3 separate regions of the Sus scrofa genome follow, and all the other regions are linked to region 1. Evidence: chromatin contacts called from public HiChIP or PLAC-seq data. All regions are on one chromosome and are shown on one strand. Each heading gives the region's core, a stretch centred on a gene start, on an enhancer-like site or on the middle of the called end of the contact. The rest is flanking DNA. Distances are from core to core; before and after follow the strand shown. Region 1 holds the start of ABCA1 (ATP-binding cassette, sub-family A (ABC1), member 1). Region 2 holds the start of LOC100739365 (protein NipSnap homolog 3A-like). Region 3 has its middle 95 kb from the start of SLC44A1.

What was found. HiChIP or PLAC-seq counts read pairs in DNA pulled down with a chosen protein or histone mark.
Region 2: an H3K27ac HiChIP or PLAC-seq map of alveolar macrophages shows a contact between it and region 1. The contact joins the promoter of LOC100739365 here to the promoter of ABCA1 in region 1. A contact is called at or near these places in 1 of 5 promoter capture datasets (liver), 8 of 47 Hi-C or Micro-C datasets (embryonic fibroblasts, epiblast stem cells, fetal heart ventricle and 4 more) and 2 of 2 datasets of contacts at active chromatin or transcription factors (alveolar macrophages and skeletal muscle).
Region 3: an H3K27ac HiChIP or PLAC-seq map of alveolar macrophages shows a contact between it and region 1. The contact joins the enhancer-like site here to the promoter of ABCA1 in region 1. A contact is called at or near these places in 4 of 5 promoter capture datasets (fetal liver, fetal skeletal muscle and liver), 22 of 47 Hi-C or Micro-C datasets (adipocytes, alveolar macrophages, brain and 14 more) and 2 of 2 datasets of contacts at active chromatin or transcription factors (alveolar macrophages and skeletal muscle).

The regions. Positions count from the first base shown.
Region 1 is chr1:246,276,070-246,280,122 of Sscrofa11.1, forward strand. ABCA1 (ATP-binding cassette, sub-family A (ABC1), member 1) reads right to left here and starts at 2,423. Exons shown (of 51, transcript NM_001317080.1): 1 at 2,144-2,423.
Region 2 is chr1:246,127,824-246,131,962 of Sscrofa11.1, forward strand. LOC100739365 (protein NipSnap homolog 3A-like) reads left to right here and starts at 1,599. Exons shown (of 6, transcript XM_003480558.4): 1 at 1,599-1,799. The coding sequence starts at 1,740. It overlaps LOC106509227 (ATP-binding cassette sub-family A member 1-like), which reads right to left and starts at 1,558. Exons shown (of 4, transcript XM_021067030.1): 1 at 1,387-1,558.
Region 3 is chr1:246,451,708-246,455,465 of Sscrofa11.1, forward strand. No RefSeq gene overlaps it. Among named protein-coding and RNA genes, the nearest start is that of SLC44A1, 95 kb to the right of the region's middle. Within about 2 kb of position 2,389, at least 13 of the 83 cell types and tissues checked have an H3K27ac peak or open chromatin away from gene starts, as enhancers often do. A contact at or near this core is called in alveolar macrophages, fetal liver, liver and 2 more, where this site is marked.

The DNA.
Region 1 (4,053 bases), core at 1,173-3,672:
AGGGTTAAGATTTCAAAGGTTTATCTGGAGGGGAAACACATAACATCAGAGGAGTCTCCTTAAAATCATACACATTATTCTGGAACACCAGGCTTGGTCCCTGAAAAGGTGCTCATAATTACTCTGACTACAGTAGCAATTCTTATCCCTTAAATGCACTGTGGTCACTGAAGGCTGATCACTTTGATTCTATTGCTTTTTCTCAAGTAAATACCAATGTGCTCTGCATATCCAATGTTTTCCCCAAATTCTATCAGTTATTAATTAAACATTTTACAGGCTGACAATGGAAACTTTGTACTTGAAAATTATTATATTATCAGAAGAGAGTCTACTCTGGAAGCTTCCCTATGCTTTCATACTTTCTTTGGGAGCGGTGGGAGAAGTGCCTCAAGAGAAAGATATGAACAACAAACAGTGGCCACTAATTTTGCGGTAGGCATGAGGAAATTGGGCCAAAATTAAAGGGGAGATGAGAAATTAAGTACTTTTTTAAAATTAGGATTTAAGTTTTGTCTGAAAAGAAGATCAAAACTTAAAATTGAGTCCCAAACTACTGTTAAAAGAACCAGTAAAACTCTGTTTTTGAACCTGGAAGATTTGGTGAGGTGTTTGTGGGGAGGTGGGGATTAGGCTTAGAAAGTGACTTACTGATTTTCATCACCAAGGAATTTTTTTTTTATCAATTTTGTCTTCTATTATATGAATGTATATATACCACTCACTCACTCTAAGTGTCACTAAAAAGTCTGTTTTTAAAAGCTAATGGTACCGATGTTGCAAAAGACAAGGGCCCATTATTTCTAGCGTCACTTTTCTTTCTTTTTCCTTATTTCTCTTTCGCAGTCTCTCCCTTTTTCTTTCTCCTTCTCTGTCTCTATTGTTTTTTATTTTGTTTACTCTCTTCTTTCTGATAAGTACTGAAAAAAAGGCACCTACACACAACCCTGGCACTGACCCACGCCCCTAGAACCTTTGGTTTAGCAACACTCAGGGAGTAGGAAACCATTCTAAGAAAACAACCAGATGAGCTTTCGCCTCATCCCCCAGGTTTCCTCCCAGTCTGCAACCATCAGCCTTTACCGGATCTCAGTCGGAGCCCGACAATGCCTCCTAGAGCCCGGCTCCACTCCAGCCAACCGGCCCATTCCCAGGCGACTCGGCCAGGAGGCGCTGTGGGTCAGTCCCCCCATGGCCACTGGCAGCCGGCGCCCAGCCCTCCCTGCCCCCACCGCGAAGCCCAGCCGGCCGCCACGCTCCGAGTTCTGCACCGCCCTCCGGGGTTACTCTCGGTCATTCTGCTTCACCATCTCGCCCCAGCTTCCCCATCCTTGCCCAGTCTGAAGCTGCCCCCCAGCAGACAAGCAGCAAAGGGCAGGAAGATGGGGGGGTGGGCAGGGGAATGGACACCTCAGCTCCCGGTTTCCACAGGCCCTCCTCTCTTAAGCCTAAGGTTTTTAAAAGAAACGAAACTCGTCTCCGGCTGCGCCAGGGATTCCAGCTCCAGAGAGCGTGCAGAGACCGTTGGCAGACCCCCAGGTTAAACAAAGCCCCCGAAGCCTCAAAGGAACAATAGCGCTACGAACCCGGTTTGGGACACCTCCCAGACGCGTTCTTGCGGGCAAAGAAAGCTCAGCTCCAGTCTCGGGGTGCACGGGACCGACTCCCAGGTCAAAGCCCAACTCAGACCAGCTCCTTAAGAACTAAGGGCGGACAATTGTCCTGATGTGCGCCGTCCGACCAGCAGCAGAAGAGGTTTCCAGCCGGCTCAGGCGCTTCCGAACAAAGGGAAGAGCTCGGTGCCAGACCTGCCACTCTCCCGACTCCGAGCGCAGCACCCCCAGCAACACCGGAAGCCCCCGATTCCACTGCCCCTTAAGTACTGCGCCCTGGTCTCCGCGCTCAGAGATGCTCCTTCCGCTCCACCGCCCGGCGAGTTCTGAGCGTAGCGGCGCCGTGTCTTGGGGTCGCCACAGCTCATCCTAGGACGCCTTCCCCCACTTACGCTGCCCCCGCCCCATTTGCCCTGCAGGAGGTGGGAATGTGGGGGTTCGGACTAAAGTCTCCGAAACCCAGAGCTTCGCAAATTCCCCTCGGCCCCGAAACAAAACAGTAACGCCCGAGTTGCTGAAGAGCGTCTTACCTGTTTTCCACTTTTGTGTTTGCGTCTCTTGCCCCTGCCCCTTGAAAAATCCTTCCCGAGAAGTGTGGGAAGAGGAGCAAAGTGCCTGGAGAAATTGGCTGTGGCGGCGCTGGTAGCGCGGAGACCCCTGTCCAGCCCACCTTCGCCAGGGGAGAGAGGTGTCCTCAAGGCCCCGGCTGCACTCACTCTTCCTCGGAATTACCCGGGTTTTGCCGCGACTAGTTCCTTTTATAGATTCGGCGGCGCTGAGCACAGGGGTTACTATCGGTCAAAGCCTGTTCTCTCCCTCCTTCCCCGCCCGTTTTCCCGGCCTCTGTTTATGTAGTTCAGTCACTCAGTAGAAAGCACGTGGAGCTGCGCCCCGCCCCTTAAATGGGCGACAACCGCCTCTCACGCCCACTGGGGGCGGAGGGCGCAGGTGGTGGTGCAGCCCGCCTTGCCCCGGCATGGGTCTGAACCTCTCGCCCCTGCTGGGCTCGTCTGCCCAGGACCAGAGGGAAAATCGGGGAAGGGGGCTGCGCCCGCTAGAGACTCTCCTGCACGTTCAGGGCAGCCAGAAGCACTAGTAGAAATCGCTTCCTCTAATCTCGTGCTTTCAGCAGTTTTTGTTCCTTTGTTAACTTTTTCAGTCTGAAGGACCTGGGGGAGGTGGGGAGGGGAACAGAACTCTAGGCCCAAACCCCTCAAGATGCTAACCCTTTAGTCTTCTCCTTTCAAATGCCCAGGATGTGGGACAAAGCGGTCCCCTGGACGATTGGCTGGGTGTGTTTTCCACCACCAACCCTGGCTTTGGAATTCAATTCAGTATTACTTTTAGGATTCCCAGGGAGGACCCCTGAAAAGTGGTCTTGCTCCTTTTCTTTGCAAACTGGGAGGAGGAGGGAGGCCACAAAAACAAACAAAAACAAAGAATGTGGACCAACTCCCTTTTAATTTTCATCATATTGGTCAGCGGCTCAGTGACAGATGAATACATATGGCTTGTATTTTGGTTTCTACAAATTCTCAAAGTGCAGCTGGAGAATCACAGTCTTGTAAAATTACATAACCATTCCAGTTCACCAACTTCTTCTGGCATTGGCTTTGACAGGAGCAAGACGGCCCATACATTGGAGGAACAGAAGCAAGTGTACAAATGGAGGGCCATATACTTTAATTATTTAACTCATAAAACAAGCCAACAAACTGTAAAAATATCTTCTACCTTGACAAAGATACCTTTGGAGCAACCTGGAAGTATGGATTCCTCAGGCTGTAACTTGGGTTTGGCAAAAAATGGTGGAGTGGAAGAGCTGACCATCAGACCCCTTTCTCTTCCTGCCCCAGCTCCATCATATTCCAGAATAACCTCCAGCTATGTATGTGGACCCCAAGCTGCACAAGCCCCTCCACACTCAATCAAGGCCATGATTTGAACCCAGGTACACATGTCAGTGGTTTTGTTAACACTCAGGACGGATCCTTTGGGAAGGCCCTGGCAGACTCTGGAAACATACTTAGAGGCCTTAGGGTATGGAATTCTAGGGTCCCACCTATTCATAACTCTGGTGGCATGGCCCCTGGGTCCTGTGGACTGCCCACCCTTAGGAAAGGATGAGGTGCGAGGCTGGCCAGAGCCAAGCCTTTTGAGGCCCAGAGCCCAGAAGAGGAGTCCCTCTTGTCTAGGTCAAAGGACAGTCCTAGCCAAAAGACTGGGTTTGGGGTCAAATTGACTGTACCACCTGATCCACAACTTTCGGCCCCCATTTCTTCACCTATAAAATAGAATATATATTTATTTCCCTGCCTCACAAGGGTTTTCTGAAAGTGAATTTTGTTCAGCTGAGCTCCTGGGAAGAATGACTATAAACAAAGAAGGTGTTGGTAGCTGACTAACGAGGTCATTTTTAGGTATCAGCCATGGCCTATTA
Region 2 (4,139 bases), core at 349-2,848, 150 kb before region 1:
AGAAATAAGAGAGGGCAACAACCACCTCTCCTACACAACATCACTTATAGGAGGTCATAAATGCACTAACCCATATCACTGGCTAGGACTTAGACACAAGGCTGCACCAAGCTGCAGGGGGTCTATCGCTAATTTTTAAAAAGGTAGAGTGGGAGAAGAATGGCTATTGGGAAATGGCTAGCAGTCTCTGCTACCTCCCTCCAGCACTTTCTATTCTCTATACCCTACTTTGTTTTTCCTCATTATATTTATTAATTTCTGATATATATTTTCTCCATTTGTTTATCTGTTCCCCCTAATCTGGAAGTGGCAAGAGAACATAAACTTTGACTTCTGTTCACCTCTGTATCCAAGTGTTTGGAAAACTATCTGAAGCATAAATGAACATAATTCATATGGGTTGAATAAGGGAATAGTTAATTCTAGAAATTAAATTAAATAAATTAAAACAAAGATCCGGTCCAAGTCCAGATGCTATGGACGTCCATGACCAAAAAAAACCTGACTCACCTTCTCAGGAATTACTAACTCTAAAAAGCCTCCCTTCCCCTGGATAGATGATTCTAAAGTCTTCACACCAGGCACAACCAAGACAACCACAATGGAAAGCCCTGTAATCATTCCCGTCTTAGTAACATAAGGAATATTACTTTAATGTGTGCATGAACGGGACTATTCTGCAATTGGGTTTAGTTACATTATGCTTGTAGCTTTGTGTGTAAAAAGGAATGTAGTTAGTAATAAAGGCGTAAACATCAATATAATTAAATTAACAATGTTATATTAATATTATTAATGTAAACATTATCAGATTGAGAAAGGAAGTGTATTTGAGGGGAATGATATGTATCAGACTTAAATCCTCATCTTCCAAACAATCGACAAGATTTATAACTGAAAATATCAAGAAATACCAGAAAACGCATACAAATTTTAAAAAGAAAAACAAGCACTACAAGAAACAGCTGAAAATGTTGAAAGTATTTACTCCAGGGCCCAATATCAGGAATAAGGAAGACAAGATCAGAGGTCTGCTGTTTTGCTTTCAAGGCTATTCATAAACTATTTGACTCTGTGTATTAAATTTTGAATTTTCGAAGCCAGTTGGGGTGGTCCCCATTCCTCTGAGCCCCTGAGAAATATAATCTATATCATTTTTAGAAGCCTAACAAGGTCATAGCTAGCGGTGAAGCTAGGGAAAGAGAATGCACTTAATGCCCAAAAGTGAAGACTGACTGGTCTTTAGCCAAAGGAGAAGCACCCCCGAGCAAACAAACAAAAACACCAGCAAAACACGTCCACAATTTCAAAGCAAAGCATGACACAGGCACCCACCCTGCCTCCCCAGTAGGCGTACACAGAACTTTTATCAATGGTAGGTAATACCACATGGAGATGAGGTGATGGGCCCAGACTGATGGTACAGGGACGACTCAGCATGCAGCTGATTCTAAAGTCACTTCTGACGCTGGGGCTAAAAATCGGTGGAGAAACAAAAACCACCTTAAGGCTGGAGGCGACACCAAACCGTCTGAGGCCCAGCCTTCTGCCGACTCCTGGCAGAAGGACGAGCCCGGCCACGCCCCTCGGCCGGAGGCGGAGCTGAGCCGCCGAGCCCCGCCCCCCCAGCCTGATCCGCCCGTCGCCGAGTCGCTGCGCCTGCCAGTCCGGAAGCCACAGGAGGAGGAATTTAAGGACGAATACTGGCCATTGTCCTTCTCAGACCTCCAAGCTGCGCCATGCTTGCTCTCCGAAGCGGCCTGGCTAGGGCCTTGTCCCCGCGGACGCTGGCGCCTCAGGTACCTGCCGCCGGGACGCGCCCAAAACGTCCCCAGGGGGAAGGGGAGGGGAAGGGAAGGGCGTCTCGGTGGGTTTGCACCTTCCGGCTGGACCGCTCAGACGTGGGAGCCTTGTGGTGCTGCCCACATTCTGTAGCAAGACCCAGAACCTGGAAGCGGGGACCATGGAGCCAGCAGCAGGAGGACGGGAGCCGTTGGGAGAAGACCCGCTGCTATTGTTGCCTCCGGTGGCTGGAAGGCCGTGGTGACAGTGGGTGTTTTTAGCCTAGGCGTCCTAGGACACCTGGAGCCCAGCTGCTGCGTGTTTGCGGCTTTGGCCTTTACACCCATCGCACTGGGGCCTCGACAGACTCTGGAACTCTCCATTGGTTTGTGTTTTGACCATCCATCCCACTCTAGTCCCCTATTAGAGGTTCTTTGCAAAATGCTCAGAAGTTTTGTAAATCCTTTAAAAGAGGGAGGCCAGTTCTGTTGCCAGAGACTGGCTGAACTTTTTTTCTCCTTCACCCTTTAGGATGGTCGGGCATCCTGCGAAAGGTGCCCACGTCAGACAGGGTCAGGAAGCTGCTAGCAAATGTGATGCAGCCTTTTTTAAAGTTAGATGAGAAATGTACAAAATAGATTTTTGTGATTCAGCTTTTTTTTCATCATTGGCTTGCCTTTAACTAGACTTAATCCTTAGGCTTTTACAAGTGGAATCAATCAGAAGGCAAGGGTGTAGAGGAATGATTTTCTAATACTTTTCTGGTAAACTCAATTTCTTCTTTGAAGTAGAGTAGGCTTTTATGTTCACAAGGTTATTTATGAGTTACGAAACAATTTTTCCTGTATGCCCCCATTCAATCTCAGCTGCCACAATCAGACAAACAGCAGCAGGACACTTTTTTCTTGCATCTGTAGTGGAGTAATTCTTGAACTGTCTGGGCCTATTCTAGTAATCTAACCTAGAGCTTTGTTTAGGTCTAGGTCTGTACTTCTTAAGGGAAAGGATGAGAAGGGGGTTTACATAGACACTGACTTTCTGTGAAGACTAAAGAACAGCGATAAAGGCCCCTTTGTTGCCAAAGCCCAGCCTCTGTTCATCTAAGCCAAATTGAATCTCTTGGAGTCAGAGTTTTGGGCGAAAGAGAAGAGAATAGCTTCATTGCTTGGCCAGGCAGAGGGGTACAGGCATTTCAGGAGGATGTGGTAAGGAGTTATATATAGCAGTGGTTCAAGGACAGGATTGCTGGTAAGGATCAGGGTTGATGTAAGGCCTGTATTCCTTTAATCTGGCCTCAGATGTTCTCCTGATTGAGCTTTTGTAGTTCTCAAGGTTATCAAATTGTGACATTCTCTCCCAAATGGAGAATGCTTCCTCAGGTAGTTAAAATCTTCCATTTTGGGGGGAGTTTTAATTCTGCAGAAGAGCTCCAATAGAGTATTGTTACCTGTATCCCTTAAGGGGAAACCAGGCCCCTGGCCCTAGGCTGCACTATTGTTTCTTGATTGCTCTCCCTTGTCTCTGCGTCTTCAACCTTCCCTGATTAGCAGCTGCCCTCAGGGAGGGTCTTGGGGGAAGAAACTTGTTCCCTATGAACGAGAAAGTGAGAACGCTGCCAGGAGCTGCACAGGGTCCTGCTTGGTTTTACCTTCACTCTAGATTAGCAATATAGTCTTTATCCTGAATCTCTGCTGGGGCAGGGCAAAGAATTGTTCCTTACAACTTGATTTTAAATTTTGATTTTACTAAATATCGATCAAATGCTCTCTTATAGGTGAATTGGAGGTTATTGCTGCTGAAAATGAACCCTAACTTGAAGATGAGCGAACATGAAGCACTCATGATTCCACCCCAGCATAGTTCTAGTTTCTGGCTTGCAATAAAAATTGCCTCTCTCCATACACATAACAATTACCTCACTGCTGTTTAACCTCTCCTGGTTACTGTTTCTTACTCTTGTGAAAGATAACAAAATTATGTGCCTTAACCACATTTTTGTTTGCAAATACAAATTCCCTGATAATCAACTAAAAAAGCAGTTACAGTTAACCCACTGGCCCATTTCCTGGTATATTTTATAATATTTCTTAAACCATAATACCAGGCCATTGTTTATTAAGATTTGATTAAAATGACACAAAAAAGCATGTCCATGAAAAGTAGGAGTACCTCTAGTTGTTTTAGGTGGGAATATCTGCTTTCCTTTTAAGCTTAGATACTTGGGCAACAGGAGCGTAACTCAAAGGGGCTCATTAGTGGAATGACTCAAGTAGATAATTATAAGTTTGACATACACAGTAAAATATATAGGCAGTTGTGTGTTAAAACCAAAAACATGTCAGAGAAAGGAGCCTACT
Region 3 (3,758 bases), core at 1,139-3,638, 180 kb after region 1:
CCTCAGGAAGTAATCAGAGATTCTGATGAGGATCATTATCTTTTCTGCACTGAAATGCTGTCTCCCTCATCACAGGGACAGACGTGCAGCAGCTCCTAAACAAATGTTACCGACTATGTGGATGGCAACAGACTTCCATAAAATATCTGCTTCCAGTCAGGAGCATAGTAGAAGAGAAGCCTCTACCGCCTGGGCCCGTGTGGTCAGGATGCTGCCTTCTAGGAAACAGTACTTAACAACTGTCTATACTCACTGTGAACGACTGTAGTGGTGGTTACACTCCTAATGAGTTAGCAAGCAGTGCCCCTGGCTGTGCCCATCGAGACAGCAGGGGTCCTCATCCAGACTGATGGCTTCATGAGAGACAAACCTAAGAGACCAGATGGGAGCAATCAAAGAGACAACAGAGTCAGTTCAGCAGATACTGGGGGCTGCTGAGAATGCCAGGGAATCCGGGCTGAGAAGATACTTTAAGAGGGAGAAAGACCCTGGCACAGGACGCTTGGTCTAGGCTGTGTTTCCAGACCCCACCAGTGATGCCTATGCCTTAAAAAAAAATTACTCTCTTAGTTTCAGCTAATGTTCCATTAATCTCCTTGTTCTGTGTTATTATCTGGACACTGCAGCTCCACTGCCCACTTATGGCTGAATACATACCTATTTATACCACAAACTCTGCCCTGGCCACAGTGCTCCAGGGATCCCCTCATTTCTGCCATCTGGGCTCTCTCCTCTGCCCCAAGGCTCCTAGGCAGCCCCTACCCACCATCCGCCCCATTCACACCTTTCATACTCCCTCAGAGGCACTGTGAGAGCTTGGTTGATGGGACCACATTATTGGGGAAGCAAGGAGTCTTTCCATAATAACATCTGAAGTTAGAGAACATTAACTCTGTATGCTGACTCTAACAACACTGACCACCCCCAACATTTATTTGGTAAGCATCTGCAGTGTACTAGGCACTGTGCCAACTGCTCTACAGGCATCATAAATTATTACAATTTAACTCTCAGAGCAACCCTAAGAGGTGGATACTGGTATTATCATTTTTAACATCCCCATTTTATATATGAGGAACTGAAATCTAAGAAAGGGAATTCTCCCAGGACAATAGGGCTAATAAGCAAAAGCAGAGACTTAACTTTGAACTCATTAGTTAATAAGTAGTAATAGAGGCCAGATACTACTAGACATGGGGACTCCAGGGAGAACAAAACAGATCCAGTCCCTGCCCTCAAGAAACCCACTGACTAGTAGATTAGGCAAGCTTCAATAACTGCCCTAATTGGCCACAGAGCAAGGCTTCAAAGCCATGTTTTCTACAGCAAAGCCCAAGCATATAATTACAACACCTTCTGCCTCTCTCTTACTGGAAATAGTCCCTCTGTGAGAAACAAAGCCCTGGAAGTTCTCAGGCTTAGGAGAGCTACATATCTATATGACCAGGTATGATGGTGGGTAGATGTTGTGTATGAGAGTCTGGAACACATGGAACGTCTTTTAAGGCTTTGTTCAAATGTCATCTTCTCAAAGAGGCCATTCTAACCATGTGACTCCTAACAGTACCATCAACCTTTCCCTACTCACTTTCTCCATCCTACTTATCACCTTCTTTTATAAGATATCACTTATTTATTATGTCTATTATTTGGTATGAGTTACTCACACTTTAATATAAGTTCTCCAAGGGCAGAGAATCTTACCAGTTTTGTTCACTGAGGTATCCCCAGTGCCTAGACAGATCCTGGTACACAGAAAGTAGCCAGTAATTATTTTTTATGTGAATCAATGAAGGTGAAAATTATGTGCAAGTTTAGAGTCAGGTGGTACTAATTAGACAGAAGCCAGCCCAGAGCAAGAAGAATTGAGCTGGGAACTAAGTTCCCAACTGGTAGAATGAGAGTTGACCTCTCAGCAGTCAAGAGAGGTATGCTGTGAGAACTGGAAGTAAGTGGCCAAAGATCACAGCCTGGAAACCAGAAGACTGCAGGAAGTAGTGTAGCTATGCATCTCTGTGCTCAGAGCACATCAGTAATCTGACAGCCAGGAAGCCAGGGTGGATCAGGAAGTGTACGGCCATCTGCGTTCTGTAAGAACCAGGGAGTCAGGGGGTCAGAGGAGCAGTCAGGGGTTGGGGATCAAAGCAGGCAAAGGCTGAAATCCAGGAAGTTTGGGAAGGCAAGATAATGGTCCCCAACTACCAAAACACAGAGGAGAGCCCAATCCTGAGGCAGGGATTGTGAGGGCTAAGGTTTCTTTCAAGTTTTCTCCCAGGAGACCTGTGATCCTTGAGACTGCAAGAGTGAGCAGAGCAGGGGGTATGGTTTAATGGCATACTTTAGCTACAGATAACTGATGGTGCACGTCCCTTCCAGCTTCAAGTGTAGCAATATCATGTTTGTAGCATGAAACCAGCCACAGTGGAAGTAGTGACACAATGGAAATTGGCAAATGCTATAAGTCAGGGGTTGTTTGCTTATTTGTTGGGTAGCTGATTGTTAAACATTCACCAGCATACCACTAGTACAGTTTATTCTGGAACTGAGGCTGTATGGAGGCTTTGTTCTCAGCTAGAAGAAGAGGGGGGTAGAAATGCAGGTAGGTACTTAGGCTAAGAAATACTCCATGGAAAGCAGCTGTGCCCTTGGGCAACCACAGATAGAGCAAGGAGCCAACTTAATAGAACACTTCTGTGGAGTTCTCGTATTCATTATGGAACTTACACAGGAATTCTATCCCTTAAATTTGAAAGCCAGAGACTTGTTTCGACCCATTTATTCATTTATTCCTTCATTCAACAAGTACTAATAGAGGACCCATCATGTGCCAGGTGAGCACTAGACCATCAGGCTAATGAGACAGATTTGTTCTTGCCTCATGGAACTTAATACCTAGCAGAGGAGTCCACAAATTATAGTCTGAGGACCATATGTGGCTTGTAACCTCTTTCAATAGAGCTTTCAAGTTAGGAAAGGTTTTTGCATTTTTTAAGGGTTGCAAAGAAGGAAGGGGAAGAGGAAAAGAAGGGATAGAGGCCATATGTGGCCTGCAAAGCCTAAAATATTTACAAAGCTGGAGACTTCAAGCAGTACTACAAAGCTACAATAGTAAAAACAGCATGTGGAGTTCCAATTGTGGCTCAGTGAAAACGAATCTGACTAGCATCCGTGAGGACACAGGTTCAATACCTGGCCTCGCTCAGTGGGTTAAAGGATCCAGCATTGCCATGAGCTGTGGTGTAGGTCACAGACACCAGCTTGGATCTGGCATTGCTGTGGCTGTGGTGCAGGCCAGCAGCTACAGCTCCGATTCGATCCTTAGCCTAGGAACCTCCATATACTACAGGTACAGCCCTAAAAATAAACAAACAAACAAAAAAAACCAGCATGGTATTGGCACAAAAACAGACATATGGATCAACAGAACAGAATAGGAAACCCAGAAATAAACCTATTAGTTGACATACCTATGGTCAACTAATCTTTGACAAAGAAGGCAAGAATACACAATGGGGAAAAGACAGTCTCTCCAGCAAGTAGTGCTAAGAAAGCTGTACAGCCGCATGTAAATCAATGACATTAGAACACTCCCTCACACTATACACAAAAATAAACTCAGAATGACTTAAAAGCTTAAATATTAGACATGATGACACAATAAAACTCCTAGAAGGGAACACTGGTAAAAACATTCTCTGACATAAATTATAGCAGTATTTCTTAAGTCATTCTCCCAAGGCAATAGAATTAAAAGCAAA